Linked DNA regions of Mus musculus: region 2 is linked to region 1. Evidence: chromatin contacts called from public promoter capture Hi-C data. All regions are on one chromosome and are shown on one strand. The core of a region is the stretch at or near the end of the contact, and the rest is flanking DNA. Distances in the headings are between cores, read along the strand shown. Region 1 holds the start of Cblif (cobalamin binding intrinsic factor). Region 2 holds the start of Osbp (oxysterol binding protein).

The links. Promoter capture Hi-C pulls out the DNA fragments that hold promoters and counts their contacts.
Region 2: a contact with region 1 is called in a promoter capture Hi-C map of embryonic stem cells, with 2.3 times the contacts expected there. A contact is called at or near these places in 4 of 39 promoter capture datasets (the 3T3-L1 cell line, embryonic stem cells, liver and 1 more).

Annotation. Positions count from the first base shown.
Region 1 is chr19:11,746,062-11,748,985 of GRCm38.p6, reverse strand. It overlaps Cblif (cobalamin binding intrinsic factor), which reads right to left and starts at 1,427. Exons shown (of 9, transcript NM_008118.3): 1 at 1,261-1,427; 2 at 383-559. The coding sequence starts at 1,339.
Region 2 is chr19:11,964,444-11,967,461 of GRCm38.p6, reverse strand. Osbp (oxysterol binding protein) reads right to left here and starts at 1,618. Exons shown (of 14, transcript NM_001033174.1): 1 at 1,166-1,618. The coding sequence starts at 1,521.

The DNA of each region.
Region 1 (2,924 bases), core at 178-2,677:
TGACAGGTGGAAAGTAAACTTGGTTATGCACTTTGAACCCTCAGGCAATTCCTGGGAAGTAAGTGGACCCCAAACTTTGTTGTTACTGTCATTTATTATTGTTTTTGTCCTTGGAGGGCTCGGTGAATAAGTGGCATCTGGTGACTTATTTATAAGCAGCAGGTCTGGAATCAGAAGCCCCCATGTTGTTCCCTGAGCATCCCTGCCTGCCCCCTTTCCTGATAGTTCTGCTGTCTCATGTGTACAGATGCCCTGCTGCTGTGTAGGGTGAGTGAAGTGTCATCAGAGGTAGCTCTGGGGTGGGCGATGACACAGAGCTGGGGTCTGGGCGTGGCCTGTGCGTGGAAGATTCAGGTTGCAGGGAGGGGCTCCAGTGTCTAACCTGCACTGTCACTGGCCATGAGCTGGTAAGTCAGGAGTTTCTGGGCCTCCACGTTGTAGGCGCCGGCCAGGTTCATGGCAATCAGGATGCTGGGGTTTGGGAAGTCTGAGTCAGTCACCGAGTTCTCCATGAGCGCTTGTAGGCCATCGACCCAGGGTTGCTGATCTGGGGGCACAGCTGAAAAGAGGAAAGCAATGACACAAAAATCATCACTCATCCCTCTTTCTCCTCAGTCCTCTGCCCCTTTCTCGGGAACAGAATTTCTGTGTCTTTTAGGCCTTTTAGCAGAAGGCTTGAGAGCTTTTGGGGATCAAGTAATAGAAGAGGAATACAGAAAATAACAACATTTTTTTTTAGAGGTGCATTAGTTCTTACACTTTCTCCAGTGATTTCTATATTTAAAGTGATTTCTCCTGTGCCAACTCTGAGTGGTACAGCTCAGAGGTAATTAACATGATTTCTAACACTTCCCAGAAGTCACTGATTTCTTTTATATTCATTTCCCTCCTCTCTTCCCTCTACGTGAAGACTCTTGATGATTTGAGACATAATTTGTTCTCAGCAAATATTTGGGCTCTCAGTTACCACTAAGTATAGGCCTTGTTCCAGCAACCAACATGCCTGAAGTCATAATTCAGTCTCTTTCAATAAAAAAATGCATTGATCTGACTCTCAGAGAATTGTGCTCTAAAGTCATGAAAGATGGCTTCCATGGATGACGGCCCATGGAACATGTCTCCGCCCTGTCTTATGTCCACCTCTTTGATACTCCTATAGTGACTGCTGTTCCTCCTCATTTTCATCAGCACAACTGTGCCTGAAATCTCTGCCCCTGGAGGGGTCTGCTCCTTTCCCATCAGAACAATCATTATACTCACAGCAAGAGCTCTGGGCACGGGTGCTGGTTCCTGCCACAGCCCAGAGAACACTTAGGAGGTAGAGGGTAAGCCAAGCCATGCCTGTCCACGTCTCCCTTTCCACGAACACTAGTGTTTGCTAGTGAAGTGTTCCTCTACCTTCTCCTGTGTGCACTTATTTTTGTAATAGTCTGCTGTAAAGCCAGTCACTCCTAGCTACCTATGCTGACCCCTCCTACCTTGATACAGCTCATTCCCATTTGCCTATCTGAGTTTACTTACTGGCTAGGCCCTCCATGGTATGTAAAGGTGACTTCTAAGTAGCAGAATGGTATGAGCCTGAAGGTTGGGTAATGCAGCAAAGACAATGAGTGTCTCTTAACAAACTCCTAGTAACAGGTAGGAAATATGGCTAATGTGTGATTATAGACAGGACTTCTCCTATGCCAATAGCCTCCTGATGCTTATCTGCAATGATTTTTTATTAAGACTTAGATGTTTAAGCTTCAGTGCAGTAGCTGGATATAAAATTAACTCAAATAAGTGGCCTTTCTCTACACAAAGGATAAACAGAATGAAAAAGAAATTAGGGAAACAACACCCTTCACAATAGTCACAAATAATATAAAATACCTTAGTGTGACTCTAACTAAGGAAGTGAAAGACCTGTATGATAAGAACTTCAAGGGCTGGAGAGATAGCTCAGCGGGTAAGAGCACTGACTGCTCTTCCAGAGGTCCTGAGTTCAATTCCCAGAAACCACATGGTGGCTCACGACCACTTGTAATGGGATCTGATGCCCTTTTCTGGTGTGCCTGAAGAGAGCTACAGTGTACTCATATACATAAAATAAATAAATCTTTAAAAAAAAAGAACTTCAAGTTTCTGAAGAAAGAAATTGAAGAAGATCTCAGAAGATGGAAAGATTTCCCATGTTCATAGATTGGCAGAATTAATATAGTCAAAATGACTATCCTGTCCAAAGCAATCTACAGATTCAATGCAATCCCCATCAAAATTCCAATTCTTCACTGAGTTAGAAAGGGAAATTTGTAAATTCATCTGGGATAACAAAAAACCTAGGATAGCAAAAACTACTCTCAACAATAAAAGAACCTCTGGGGGAATCACCATGCCTGACCTCAAGCTGTACTACAGAGCAATTGTGATAAAAACTGCATGGTACTGGTACAGCGACAGACAGGTAGATCAATGGAATAGAATTGAAGATCAATGGAATAGAATTGAAGACCCAGAAATGAATCCATACACCTATGGTAACTTGATCTTTGACAAGGGAGTTAAAACCATCCAGTGGAAAAAAGACAGCATTTTTCAACAAATGGTGCTGGCATAACTGGCGGTTATCATGTAGAAGAATGCGAATCCATCCATTCCTATCTCCTTGTACAAAGCTCAAGTCTAAGTGACCCTAACCCTCTATTAATTTCACTGTCTCTGGTTTTATGTGGAGTTCTTTGATTCACTTAGACTTGAGCTTTGTACAAGTCCTGCTCCCCTACCTACCCACTCCCACTTCTTGGCTCCAGTGTTGACTGAAGTCAGTCTACTAATGTGCTGGCTTCCTTTATAATCATACTGCTAACCACTTCTCTGGCCTATTTTGTTCCAGACATGCACATCCATTGTGCTGTGCTCCTTGTTACCTTTGTATATCATGACAT
Region 2 (3,018 bases), core at 369-2,868, 220 kb before region 1:
AGACACACTGTAACACACTCTATAAACCTAAACCGTGTCTTAGGTGATTATCTCTGTATCTAACTGGTTCACGTAGCACTAACCTAGGTTTTAGGTTTTAAAGTATGAAGAGTAGTTTCAAATCCTGATTTCTCCAAGACCCTGGGAGAGCTGCGCATGCTGAGTCTGCTTTCTTGTCAAGAACATGGGAACATGTCCTAACTCCCAGGGAGATAGGAGATCTATGCGCACTAAATGAACAGTTGCATGTAAGACATCCAGCCACAATGCAAGGCTGTTGGGAAAGCTTATAACCTGTCCTCCAATCACCTCTCAACACCTCTGTCTAGTAATATAAGCCCCGAAGTGTGACATGTTATGACCATGCTATGAGTCACAGTAAGTATACATTAACCATACCAAAATAAGCACTGTGAAACCTTAACAATCATTTCAAAAACATGTGTTCTTCCTTTAATAAAACTTAATCTTAAATAAAACTAAAAGGTGCACGGTGACTGCTGGATAAGACAGTCATTCCCATGGGAAGAGGTGGGGCAGGCAAAAGTAAAAGCTATGGTAGAGTACACATCTCTATTGTGGACTGTCTAGACCGAGAAAGTACGCGCATGCTTGAAGAGGTAAGACATATGGTGGACAGAATCCCAAAGTCTCCCTGTGTGTGGTATTCTGATGTCGGAATGTGTATTCTGAGTAGACATGGGCAGGTATATCAAGGGTGTATCAGAAACATTAAATTTTAGAGACTAGAGCACAAAAAGTTAGGAGTTGTAACTTCCACTGTAAGTTCCTGAGGGACAGTGCCCGGGCTCGCGCTGTCTGTGCCCCTCCAGCTTCACAACAGTGCCTTACTTGCAGAATTAGCGATTGCACCCACGTGGTAGCGGAAATACAATGGCAGAGCAGATGCTCTCCAAACAATTGCTGACAGGAAAGACCCAGGGATGGAGGCAGATGAGGCACTAGGGGCGGGTGACAGCGGAGACAAGAGCAGTGTGTCAAATCTGCAGGTTCTGACTTCTGCAAGCTGTCAACCTGTGCAGGTGACAGACAGCGACCCAGGGCGACCTTGGCAGTGAAGCCAGCCGGCGGAGAGTGACAGCGCGGGTCTGTGGGCTGCACAGGGGGGGAGGCCAGGTGAGCGTGGCGCCCCGGAAGCAGTTACCTGTAGTAGCTTAGGAGCCCGTTGCTCAGCACGAACCATCGCCGCTGGTAGCCTTTGATGTAATTGGTCCATTTGAAGAGCCAGCCCTCTCTAGCCGAGCCCGAGCCCCCGGCGCCCGAACCGCCCGAGCCCGCGGCTGGCGGTGCAGAGCCCGGGCCGCCTGCCGCCACTCCTCCGGCCCCGGGGCCCGGGCCGCCCGCCGTCGCCGCCGTCGCGGCCGCCACCCCGGGGCCGGGCCCCGCGTCCCCGCGTCCGCCGCCGCCTCCCACCGCGGGTGGACCCGCGCCGCCGCCGCCCGGAGCCGCGATGGCTGCCGGGCCCGGCCCCACCACTCCTCTCAGCTCGGTCGCCGCCATGAGCCGCCGCCGCCCGGAGAGACACGACCGGAACCGCCTACGAGCTCCGCCGCCGCCGCCCGGAGCGCCCAACACGGCTAGCGCTTCAGCCGCCGCCGCGCAGCGTCCCCGCCCCGCCAGCCCCGCCGCGGGAAGGAGGGCTCGACTGCCGGGAAGGAGGGCGGCGATTGGTGCCGCCAAGTGTCACTTGCGGAAGACCCCGCGGACATTGGCATTTCTCTCGGGCCTGTCATGCTACTCCGCCCAGTGAGAAGCTCAAGGCGCGACGCGTCCTCCAGGCCTGCTTTCGATTGGCTAACAGGAAAGCCAATCAGGCAGGGCTACAAAATCATTGGTGGCTTTCCGAAGTCCGAGGACGGGAGAATGCAGAGCTCACGGCCGGTTTGGCCTCCGAATGGCTAGTACTTCCGTCAGTCATTACAGTTTATGCTTCTGTCATTGCCACGTCACCCCCGCCCATCGCGCTGCCCTTCATCCTCTTCCGCCCTTACGGATTGGTGGTTGATATCAGCTGCTCAAACCTTTCTACCAATTACTGAATGCATTGAAGTAAATGGGGCAGAGTCCAGCCTTCACATACTCATTCTTATTTTTTATTGGCTGACACCTATGTCTTTCACCTGTCGGTGGAGAGGCAGGGCTATGATTGGAGATGATTGGTTCTGGACATTGTCAGTGAAAGCTGCAGTTGGCCGAGATAGCAAATAAATTCATGGATGCACAAGTGGGCAGGCACGTTTGCAGCTTTAAGGAAGTGATGGGTCTCTATAAATGCTCTTGATGTGGGTGTGCTGTGGAATTCCCTCCTTCTCAATTGAGACTTGCAGATGGCCTTAATAAAGAGAGATGGATGGTTCCTGGGTCTCCTAGGGATTCCGTTTTCATATCCTGCTTCCGGAAGAACCCAGAGAGAGCTTCCTCGGCCCCCTCCTGGACTCACGACTCCTCCAATCCTCACCCCATTCCCTTTCCTGGTCTACCCTCTGTCTCTTCACTCTAGATTCTAATACACTTCTATTAATTCTGACCATCTAGTTGCCGACCTTATTTACGGGGAGAATAGATTGGCAAAGACCTACTACCTACCTTTATATCTCTTTTCCAAATCTAAAGGCCCTTGTTAGGTTTAGTGTGGTAAAAACACAATTAATTCTCTTGTTTATTGCTAGGGTTTTGTTTTGAACTGGGTGTTGAATGATTAGATTTGATCAGCTTAATTACAGCTGTGTTAGAGGTCACAAATTTCAGTAACTAGTCCAGCATTGAGCTGTTGTGAACTATTATTACAAAAATAGCCAAAACCTGCATTTTGGGGAATCTAACACCTATTACAGTGTAGCAGTTTTTGACCTGGCAGTAGGAATAGGGTTTAACTTTTATTTATTCATTTCTTCTGATTTGTGTGTGTGTGTGTGTGTGTGTGTGTGTGTACACCTAAGTGCAGGTACTTGTGGATGCCAGCAGAGGGCATAAAATCCCCTGGAGCTGGAACTAAAG